Regions from separate parts of the Zea mays genome. Here region 2 is linked to region 1. Evidence: chromatin contacts called from public Hi-C data. All regions are on one chromosome and are shown on one strand. The core of a region is the stretch at or near the end of the contact, and the rest is flanking DNA. Distances in the headings are between cores, read along the strand shown.

What was found. A called contact is a pair of places that touch in the nucleus more often than the background predicts.
Region 2: a Hi-C map of leaf shows a contact between it and region 1, with 8 times the contacts expected there. The contact joins the promoter of LOC103636217 here to the promoter of LOC100276223 in region 1. A contact is called at or near these places in 7 of 25 Hi-C or Micro-C datasets (bundle sheath, ear, endosperm and 2 more).

What each region holds. Positions count from the first base shown.
Region 1 is chr1:71,680,766-71,686,854 of Zm-B73-REFERENCE-NAM-5.0, forward strand. LOC100276223 reads left to right here and starts at 1,312. Exons shown (of 6, transcript NM_001150063.2): 1 at 1,312-1,415; 2 at 2,506-2,584; 3 at 4,007-4,102; 4 at 4,197-4,507; 5 at 4,847-5,445; 6 at 5,848-6,089. The coding sequence starts at 4,012. The coding sequence ends at 5,443.
Region 2 is chr1:71,862,227-71,867,748 of Zm-B73-REFERENCE-NAM-5.0, forward strand. It overlaps LOC103636217, which reads right to left and starts at 4,139. Exons shown (of 9, transcript NM_001347002.1): 1 at 3,870-4,139; 2 at 2,987-3,073; 3 at 2,844-2,902; 4 at 2,029-2,124; 5 at 1,740-1,820; 6 at 1,020-1,082; 7 at 778-934; 8 at 383-478; 9 at 1-252. The coding sequence starts at 4,050. The coding sequence ends at 411. It overlaps LOC100282336 (small nuclear ribonucleoprotein G), which reads left to right and starts at 4,399. Exons shown (of 4, transcript NM_001155248.1): 1 at 4,399-4,569; 2 at 4,670-4,692. The coding sequence starts at 4,535.

The sequences.
Region 1 (6,089 bases), core at 62-2,561:
ACCCCAAGCAGGCGCTTGTGGAAAACGCTGTCGAAGTGGAGTAAAATCCTCCCATGTTGCAGGAAACCCCACCGCCACCGGCGCTGCAGAATCTTGGTAGGAATTTGAAGGCCATCTAAGTGGTCAGGAAGTTGACATATGTCAGTAAGCAAATTATAATTTGTTTCACCAAAACTGTTATTAAACTCTATGAGTAGAAAGTCAAAAACTGATTTTTAATAATCCTATCCATAGTGCTTGTAATTAGTTCAGTTTGACTTTTTTTGGTTTATGGCGATCAATATACTCATCTTTCATGCCCAACTTAGGAGTTGCATGCTATTCGCAAAAGGAATATATTGTCTGCGGTAAAGATTCTCGACCATCATCTTTGATTTTTTTTTTAAAAAATTGTTTTGTTAATTTTACCTCTGACATGACCTCCAATATACCATGGAGAATTTTCATATCCCACGATCAACAACATCAAGCGTAAATGAAACACAAAATCAAAATACTTGAGATAATATAGTATATAGTAGCACATAGGCTTGGCGTCTCTTCTTGTCATTTGGGCTATCCTTTTTCGCATATTCAATAACAGAAGAGAACAAGTTGTTGAGACTCTTAAGAGTCTTATAGTGAGAGAACCATCGTGTGTCTCTAGGTCTTTGAAGAGATTGACCTTGGTTCAATCATGTTTCGGTACTAATCTATCCAATACCTATTGTTTTTACTTTATTTTGTTGACTTTGTCATATCATGTCTTTTATTTTAAAGAAGCTCCAATCACATTAAGTAGAAGAGATATCATGTCAAAGCATCCCTAATATCATCATTCCTTTTGTCGTCCCTCCTTTTGTATCTTCTAATGTTTAGGGATTTTTCTCGGACCTCCTTTTATATCTTAAGGAGGAACAACGGTTATATGGAAGGTACTAAGTCGGTTACCAAGTTTGTGATGGAATCGAGTCGGTTACCAAGTCATGCATGAGTTCATCTCTATGTTACAAGCTTATCTATTATCTAACCAAGATGCTTTCCATATCTAATCTTCTAGAAGCCTCCTCTCTATAGACCTTCTTCATGGACTTGTAGTCGAGCTCATGGGTCCATCCACTTGGACTCTTCTTTAGGCTTCGTTCGGTTCTACCCATCCAGGCTGGGATGAGGCTGGATTGGGCTCCAATCCAGGTTATATTCCAAGCCCATGAAAAAATCCAGGTTCTAACATTTTTGGTGTTCGGTTAAGCCCACTGGAATTCGAGCCCATGGATCTGAATTTTTTTTTTGCGACAGTAGATTCTGGATTGGAGCCATGACTCCTAGGGTCTGGAAACAAACCACGGAGCCGTGACCGAGGGGAGCGGCGGCGGCGCAAGGTGTCTTCCTCTCCGTCGCCGGCAACGTCGACACCGCTGGCAAGCTTCTCTCCGGTTCGATCCTTTCTCATCTGCTCTCTACCCCTCTCTCTATCCTTGTCCGGTTGGAGGTCGTCGTCCTCAACGCCCTCTCTCTATCTTTCACATTTGGCGCTCGAGCGTCTTGGTCTTCCAGCGGGCGCGGCGGTTCTGGAACCAGACGACGACCTGACGCGGCTGCAGGGCGAGGTCGCACGCGATGAGGTCGCCGCGCGCCCGCCGGCCACTGCCAGGGCCAGCTTGTCCTCGTCCTCGTCCATCTCGGCCTCGTCGTCGGGCTCCATCTTCCGCGCCGGCAGGGCCTCTTCCACCGCGAACGTCAGCTTCTCCCCTGCAATAGGCGTATGCAGTTAGCTAGTACGGACGCTCGAATTCCGCAGGAAACCGTTCTTTCTGCAGCTTTGTGGCAGCAAGCTAACTGCTAACCAAATGCAAAAATGGAATGCAATCGTCCAGCTTCTTCTCTTGTGCAAACTGCAAGACAATCGTTGATTTTCTTTTCCCAATCCTACAGGGTGTGGTAGTGTAGCTGCCTGACTGCCTGAGTAGTAGGAGTACACTTCAGGTAGGAATTGTACTATATATAGTTCTTATCTCTGGGCTTCAGTAGTTCAGTACATGGAATTTCCCTCTTTTCTAAATTGTATTCTCTCAGTCTTGTGTTGCAGAAATGAGCCAGCAGCTGCATTCTCTTTTCTGCATGTAATGAGCCAGCATATTTTTTTGTACACGAACTAGATCACCTGCATGGAATTGTACTATAGTTCTTCAGCAGCTTTTTTTCGTTGCATTTCAAACAGCCCTGCTTGTTATTTTATCCTCTAGGACCATAGTTTGATTCTATAGTTTCATACGATGAAAAAGACAGATGGTTCATGTATCTCTCCACATGATGATTATCTAATATGATTAGTACCTCTCCATACGATGATTGCTTAATATGTTTCTCTCTTATTCTTTTGCAAAAAAAGAGATATTATGACTATATGGTTATATATATGGGGGTTAAATATTAGAGTATTAATGGCATCTCCTTTTTATTTTCTAGGTACAATAATCCGTTCTTACTGATGTTTATATGAACCAATAATTTATTTATTTTCAGGTTGTCCCTGCTCCAGTAAGAGTAGGCGAGGACGAGCCTCCCCCATCCTGGGTGTTGGTGCCTGACCCATTTTCTCAAGGTACTAGCCAAAACCTAAAGAATTTGAATTATATGAACAACATAACTAGCTTTAGTAATTAGTTTTCCTTATGTCTCTTGATGCTACTTTTAGTTTTGCTATGGACATGAGCAATAGAGATCACATTAGGAGGAGGGAGGAGGATGATGATGACCTCTTCCTTTTGATTCTCCCTTCCCTACATCTCTTGGGCTATCTTGGACGTAGTAAAAAGAAATTGAGGCATACATCAGCGCTGACCGGGGAGGAAAAGGTTCGAGAGCTACTTGAAGGCCATATCAAGAACTGCAGGGTATCATTTAGAATGGAACCTTTCATTTTCAAATCCTTGGCCAACTATCTTAGAATGGAAGGATTGGTTAAAGATACAAAAATCAAAGTTGAGGAAAAACTTGGGTTCTTCTTATTCATGATTAGCCACAATGCGACATTTGAAGATCTCCAAGTCTTTTTTGGTCATAGCAATGATACATTTCACCGTGTCATCAAACATTTCTTCGACATTGTTATCCCTGGCCTTAGCATGCGGTTCCTAAAGCCTCCTTCCAATCAAGTTCATCCAAAAATTCATGGAGACAACCGATTTTATCCATACTTCAAGGTGACTTCTTTTAACTCTTATGTGTCCATCTTAGAACATCCTCAATATTAGATCTTAGAAGATCGTTTCTTTTTTTCTTTTTTGCAGAATTGCATAGGTTCAATAGATGGAACCCATGTTCCAGTATCAATGTCACCTGATCAAGCCGCACCATTCAGGAATAGAAAAGGGACTCTTAGCCAAAACGTGATGGTTGTGTGTGATTTTGACCTTAACATAACTTATGTGTCAGCTGGATGGGAAGGATCAGCAACAGATTCAATGGTTCTCAGATCTGCAATGACCAATTCTATAGGAAAGTTTCAAGTACCTTCCGGGAAGTTCTACCTAGTAGATGGTGGTTATGCCAATACAACTTCCTTTCTTGCGCCTTATCGTGGGGTTAGGTACCACTTGAAAGAGTTTGGTCGTGGCCACCAAAGACCTCAAAATCATAAGGAGTTATATAATCATCGCCATGCTGTTTTAAGAAATCATGTAGAGAGGGCTTTGGGTGTCATAAAGAAGAGATTTCCAATCCTCAAAGTTGCTACCTTTCACAAAATGGAAAACCAAGCAAAAATACCTTTAGCTACTGCAGTCTTTCATAACTTGATTCGGTCACTAAATGGTGATGAGAGGTGGCTAGAGAATGATCAAGGAAATATCAATCCACAAACTTTTGTGAACCTACCTGATGGAGACCAAGGAAATGATGAGGGAAATTTGGAAGGGAATAACTTAAGAGATACAATAGCATATCATATGTGGTCTGACTACCAACAGCGCAGAAATTAGTGAATATTTCTATGTTAAATAAATGTGTTATTTCTATATTGTAGATAAGATGTTCAGAGGTTCTCCTAAGATAGTAGCTTTATCTAAAGCTGCTCAAAAGAAGGCTTCTCCTAAAGCTGCAACAACAAAGAAATGTGGCGGTAATAATGTCAAATTTATTTGATAAAAGCTTTTACATGATTTGTTCATGGTTGACATTTATATGATTATATGTGCCTCAATTTTTAATTTTAGGTGGTGTTGAGAGAGCTGCATGGAATGTTGAATTGGAGAAGAGTCTTGTTGACTTGTTGTTTGAACACAACATGCCTCCATATAGGGCTCAAAATGGGTGGAGTCCAGATGCTTGGAATAAAATAGTTTCTGAATTCCACAAGAAGCATGAATATGTTACATTCAACAAGATCCAAATTCAGGAAAAGGAGAGGGAATTGAAAAGGGAATACAAGATATTGAAGGAGGCAAGAAAACAAAGTGGAGTTTCTTGGAATGAAAAAAGATGCATGATCATTGCTGAACCAACGATATGGGACAACATTATCACTGTAAGAAGCATATGCTTTACCTTGTAGCGAAGTTGGTCATGCAAGGTTCTTAAAATAACTGATTTTAAATCATATCAGAAGTTCTTTTAATTTCAGTAAATTATCACTGTATTGAAAAAAGATGCATAATATTTTGCAGCATGCTGCTGCTGCTAAAGAGTATGCTGCTACTAGTACAGTTTGGTGCCTGAGTAAATTACCACTGTTGTTTCAATTTTCTGGTAGCCCAGAATTTAGTAGCATGTTCTTATTGTTTCAAAAGAACAATTTCAGTTTCATTGCAGACATGCTAAAGAGTATCTGCTAGTTTTATGAAATGGTCTTGTGTTCACATTGCAGACATTTCCTAGAGCTAAGAAGTTCCGCAAGAAGTCTTTTCCTCTCTTTGATGCCTTGGGTGAATTATATGATGGTCACATCGCACAAGGGACTTGGAACATTACCTCTACTCAACCAGTACAAAATTCTAATGATGGAGAGCAACTAAAAACCATAGAAGTGGAAGATGAAGATACTAATGAACCAGAAGAAGATGCAAGAATAGAACAAGATGAAGATATAATAATTGTTGAAAGGGTTGAACAGAGGTTACCTAAAAGGTCAGGTGCACCAACTGTCAATCAAGAGAAGGAGACAAAAAGAGTGAGGAAAGATGCACTAGAAGGGCTGATAGGGAGGTACCTTGATGTGAAAACGAAGCAAGTTGCAGATGAGGCTGCACAATCAGCAAAAGTAAAGGATGTTGCTCAAGATAATGATTTTTCTATCAAGAGGTGTATTTCTGTTCTTAAGACTATGGATATGACAAGAGATGAGAAGGTCAAAGCAGCTGAGGTGTTCAACATACCAAATTACAGGGAAACATTTATTTGTTTCAATGATGATGAGCCAGAAGTCGCTCTCCTTTGGCTAAGAGGGAAGATGGATAAACTCTAAAGGTAAGATTCCCAATATCTCCGATTGGCTATCTGTTTCGAGTGATGGCTGCCACTGTGGCTGCAAAATTTTCTCTATTCAGCATTGTACTCTGTTCTGGTCATGTTGATCATGCTGTTCAGTTTGGTACTCTGTTTTGATCAATTTAGCTGCAAAATCAGTTTTGGTCAGTTTTATAGTACTTTGTTAAGTTTAGTAGCTGATTATGTTGATCATGTTGTGCCCTTAAGAACACCTCAAATTATTATCATGAACAGTGTCATCAGTTTCATATCAGTTTGGTAGCTGATTATATCATCATGCTGTTTATGTCATCATGATCAAATGATTATCATGCTGTTTATTTCATGCATCCATCTATTGTTGTGTTATCAACTCACATTCTTTTGGTTTGGTACTGGCAGGCAGGTCTGGTGGAACACGGACAGGCTCTGACTTCGTTCGAGACCATCCATTTGATTCTTGCACCGGTTCTTTTCTCAGTTCAGTTGAAAGCTAGCACTAGATGCCTACACGGAATAGAAGGTCCACCACAGTCCACAGTCGTTCATCCAAGCAGCTGTGTAGATGTCGCCTCCTGTTATTTTGTCCCTTTTCTGGTTGTCATGTCCCTTTTTCTGGTTGTCACGTTGAGCTCTTGGTTTGC
Region 2 (5,522 bases), core at 2,889-5,388, 180 kb after region 1:
AGAGGATTGAGGTAGAAATGAACTAATTTCCTCTCCCATCCCCTTCAATTCCGAAGAGCATTTGAGTTTCCAAACTAGCCATCAAGTTTTTATAAATCCTCTCCTTTTTTTGCTCTTTTCTATTTTCCTTTCTCATGGACCAACAAGCGAAAAACACTTCCAATTTGTTTTTTACTGTATTTCTTCTTCTCTTTTGGTCTGCTCTTCAAACCATGCTTTCCAGTCTATCACCTTCTCCTTACCATTTGCAACCTGCACAAAGGGATGATTCTGTTGTCGTTCTAACGGCAAAGGTTCCTTAAAAATTGAAAAGGATTGGCAGAAAACTCAGAAAGATCAGGATCACATGACATGATGCCTCATTGAGCTAGCTAGTGCATACCTCAAAAATGTGTGTCTTTAGGGGAATGCTATTCAGAGCTTCCACACATATGGTAGCAGCATCCTCTTTGCTTATTCTTCCCTTGCTTGCTATGCCCTACACATTTCGTGGACAATACCATAGGGCGATACATCACAACAATGAATAGTATAGGTACTCCAAGATGATAATATTCCATTCAGTTTCCTAAGTCTAGAAATGCAGGTATAATATTCAGTTTGTGGACTGCAAATTATATCAGACATCTATGAATACAATAGTGTCTAAATGTGTGTCCTAATTGCATGATATTCATTAGTTCAATTACTGAATGCTGGGAAGAGAAACTGCACAATAATTAATATGCACTGGGGGTAAGCTGGGTTTCATCGCTGAGACCTCAGTAAAATCAAAACCTCTCTCGCGACCAGGAGTGCTTTGCAGAGAACCTGTTCTGATTATTGTACATGGGATGCCAGATGCAAGAACCACTTCTTCATCCTTCTCTGCTAGCGTCTTCAGCTTGCTGTTCATAATAGCTTGCAAACCACCACTATTTCTGTAGACAGCCAGCTGCAACCTCATCAAGATCTCATAGGGGTAAATGACTGATGCTAGAGCTAGCTGGATAATAAGGAATTACAAGAGCATTGCAAACCTGTGATAGCAGAACAATGTGTTGAACACCCTTGAGGTCGATCGGTTCAGAGAAAAAACCATCCTGTAAACATATCAAGTTCAAAGGTAAATCATGCAATTAAAGAGGAATGGCATTTACGTTCTCATATAAGTACATAACTAACTAACACATCACATATCTTTCTCAAGATTAAGATGAACATAATGTACCCATAAGTAGTTCCAAATATGTGGCACATATGGATAATACTAAATTAATACTCTCTTCATTTCAAATTACAAGGCTATTTGACTTTTCTAGAATCATAGCTTTTGCTATGCACTTACATATACATTATGTCTATATGCATATAAATCAATATATCTAGAAAAGACAAAATGTCCTACTGTCCTACATTTGGAATGGAGGCAGTAATATCTAGTTGATTCATACCATGAAATTCTAAAGTTTCCTAATAGAAAGAGCTCTTTACATGAAAGTCAAAAGGAGGGACTCAACTAAATCTGTTAGTTATTGTTTTATACATAAAAATTAAGTAATGCCCTAAACATCAGGCCATCAGCTAGAGGGCCTCCAAAAAGTGTCAAACAATCAACAATTGTACAGATAATAAAACAGTACACCTAATGATTATTTTTTGGGCAAATAGTACGCCCCATGCTTTATGTTGAACACAAGTACACCTCATGCTTTGGGAGTAGCTAATATATGAATAGAAACCTCAAAGTTTTAACATACATCAGCTGGACAAATTATAGCACGAACGCCCCTTAGTGCTCTCTTTGTGAAGGACTTATCTCCGATATCACCAACCATGCACTATAATAAACCAAAATGAGATTATTTGAGTGATACTCGCTGTACTTATCAACAAAATATTACTGTACAAGATGGAACCGTAAAAAAAATACATGCATTGTTTCTTTTATTGGTAATTTCAGATCTAAAAGATAGCAGTAACGCAGAATGTTGCAACATCTGAGAAACATATAGAATAGTGGAATACAGTAAAAAATTGAAGTGTCACCTCCACATAAGTTCCAAAAGCTTCTTCAGTGGTTCGTTTATCCTTAACAAGTGCTTTTGTTCTAGCCCTTTTCAGAATTAGTGCTAATATCACCATCTGAAAATACAAGGAAACCAACTTGAATCGTTTGCCCTTACAAGTGTTTGTAGCTAAGGTATACTAATAAAAGTTCATTCTTTTTTGTTGTTGGGTGAACTGAACCTTTAGTTGTTTCCTTAGCGAGGACTTTATGCTCAAACAACTGGTTGTGTTAGACTGGATTATTCTTTTCTAGAATATAGTGTGCAGTTCAGATTACGGGGAGAAACAAAATGAAGACACACAAATTACCACATTGAGTAAAGTACGTTACCGGTCCCTAAACTTGTAGCATTGTATCATCATGGTCACTAAACTCCCAAAGTGTACATTCAGATCCCTAAACTTGTGAAATTGTATCATACCGGTCCTTCAATTCTTAACATGCATATTTCAGTTTTTATACTTGTATGATTGTGGTATCTGTTTCTCTAAAATTATTTTTAATGTGATTAAAAACAAGTTAAGAGTTTATGAACATGTGATGACACAAAAAATAAGTTTATATACCCAGATGGCACAACATATAATTATAGAGACCATAATGTGCATATTAAGAGTTTAGAGACTGGGATGATACAACTTAACAAGTTTAGAGACCTCAACGTGCACTTTATGAGTTTAGATACCGGGATAATACAACGTTATAAGTTTAGGGACTACTCTATTCTAATAAAGTCTGTACAATGGCACTTCCACGGCAGAAGGAATAAGGAAACATGGAGATGAAAGGACACCTGTCCAATCTCACTGTCGCCATTGGTGACTAGCACAGCGTCCCGAGACTCCTCAATATCTATTTGTCACCCCAGATCTGCCAACAAATAAGAAGACACAGCCGCCAAGGAGTTCAAATTTACAGAGTGCTTTCTCTATGTACCTTGAGACTCGTCCTCCTCATCCTCCGCAGCCCCATCCTTGGGAAGCAAATCGGGTGCTCCATACCATCTCCTTAACTTTGGCCCTCCTAGCAAGATTTGAAACGAACAACTCAGGGTCAGGGCCTGCTAGGTTAGCTAGTAGTCCTGGCTCACTCTGCCACATTGACAAATGACAAGGGTAGCCAGTATCCAATTAGATAATGGGAACATATCATATGCTCATGGAGCTCTTGTGCTTATATGAGCACTTTAAATCTGGTGCATTCATTTCTCATCCAGGGGTAAGGGCAGCAGTGGCACACAGAAGAAACTAGGAAATATCTATTCACACTTTGATGAGAAATGAAGGTACCAGATTTAAAGTGCTCATACGAGCACAAGAGCTCCATGAGCACAGAAAATGCTTAGATAATAGGAACAATTGGATCTATACCATTAAAAGATCCAAACTTTAGATATATACCATGGACCCCACATGTCATTGACTCATGTGGACCCACATGTAAGTGAGATAGTAATAGTATGGATCCAAAGTGGTGATCTTTTAATGGTATGGATCCAAATTTCCCTAGATAATAAGATAAACAACCACATTCACACTTAGACGAAAAATGAAGGCACCAGATTTAAAGTGCTCATACGAGCACAAGAGCTCTAAGTTCGCTTAGATAATAAGATAAACAACCACAGAAAAGATGTTTTTTTTTTCTTTAGTTGTTGCTACTGCCTACTGACATAGGGATGCACTGATCCGAGTACCTAAGAGGGCTAAGACCCGAAACTCATTTCCCTCTTCAGGGACATGTTCAGGTACCACGAAACGGACATCGGCTCTACCGCAGCGAGTCAGCTTCTAACCCTGTTGAGACTCGAGACACATACCCTCGATGTAGTCAAGGATGCGGTCGGTGAAGCTTGCCTCGTCCTTTCTCTTTGCGCGGACGACAGCGAGAAGCGCCGGCCTTCTTCTTCCAGGAGAGAGAGGGACGGCGTTACCCCTGTCCCCGGCGCGAAGTGGAGGCGGCGTGGGGTAAAGGCGCGGGAGCAGGGGAGGCAGGGGCATTGGAGTCTCGGGAAGGAAGCGCACGACCACGAGAGAGAGAGATTTCGCGTACGTGACCGTGGTTGCCCGCTGCGGGATAACGCTTCAACGGATGGCCTAGTGCCGCTGCGCCACTTCTTTGTCTAACCGTCATTATAGATGGGCCTCGTTCCTTGTTGGAGCCCAGGGAGCCCAGCTACCCTGCACCATGCCCACTTGGAGAGCCCGATCGTCTCTCATGGGCTGCAAATTGCAGTAGATGGTTCGCGGCCCATGACTAGTCGAACGAACCTACCTGCAGGCTGTGGCCTCCCTCAATGTCTCCATCGAGCTAGGGTTTTGAGGCGGCGGCGGCGGCTTGTCCCATTTAAAGCTGGACTGCTCCATCAGACTCGCCTCCTCGGCCGCTATCTGTTTGTTGTGTTAGGGTTTCGTCTCGTGTATAAGGCGTTCGGAGCTCGCAAATCCTTTCCTCTCTCGCGTTCGAGGCTAGGTAGCCGTCACCATGAGCCGCTCGGGGCAGCCTCCGGATCTCAAGAAGTAAAGCGCCCGCATCTCTATCTGTCTCCCCCTTCATATTAGAATCCGGTTTGATTGGTTCCGTTGAGCTGATTTGGGTTTGTTTCCTTTGGCGTCGCAGGTACATGGACAAGAAGCTTCAGAGTAAGTGATATTCTCTCGATTCTACAATCCAAGCCCCAATAGTTCATTTGCAGTTCAGAAAATTTTTCTTTAGTTTTAAAGGGTGAAACATGCATGTGTGTCACCAGTATGTTTAGTCTTAGGGATATGATCCCAGTGCTGACTAGGGCGGGCAGTGATGATTAGGGCATCACCCAGCTTTCAGTCCATGGACGAACCATATTTCTCACTAGCTGCGCTTTTGCTTGTTAGCTCTTTCTCCTGTTGTCAACTTGCATCGATTGCTTTTGCGCCAAAATAAATGTTTCCATTTTTTTCGGCAATTTGAACATCCTTTTTGGTTCCAGTTTCTTCTTCAGCCTGACCATGCGCGAACATTGTATCTCTGTTTGTGATCTTGGTATTTGAAATCCTCTAAATGATGAACATAATTTGAAGTCTATGGATTTATCTCCAGATGAGGCTTCATGTCATAGTTACTCTGATAGTGCATTCATCTACATTTTTGCTTCCTGATAATAGTCACAGCGACACCCCATCTATCGATGGTTCATTTGGTGTTGTAGCCTTCCCTATGATAGTGTGGTGACTACTCTATCTGATCTTCTGTCATCGTTTCTCATTTTTGTAGTTGCTCTGATAATCCAAAATGGCAAAATCTATTCTGTCCATAACCTGTTTGGCTATGGCTGCCCTACATGATGATAATTTTCGAAAAGCTATGGATTAATTTCCAAATGAGGCTTTTTTTGTCATAGTTACTCTGATAGGGTGCCATATCAATCTTTTCGAATTCACTTGTGTAAATCAGTCTGATTTTTGAGGGGCCAGATTGTTGTCATTTGTAAATG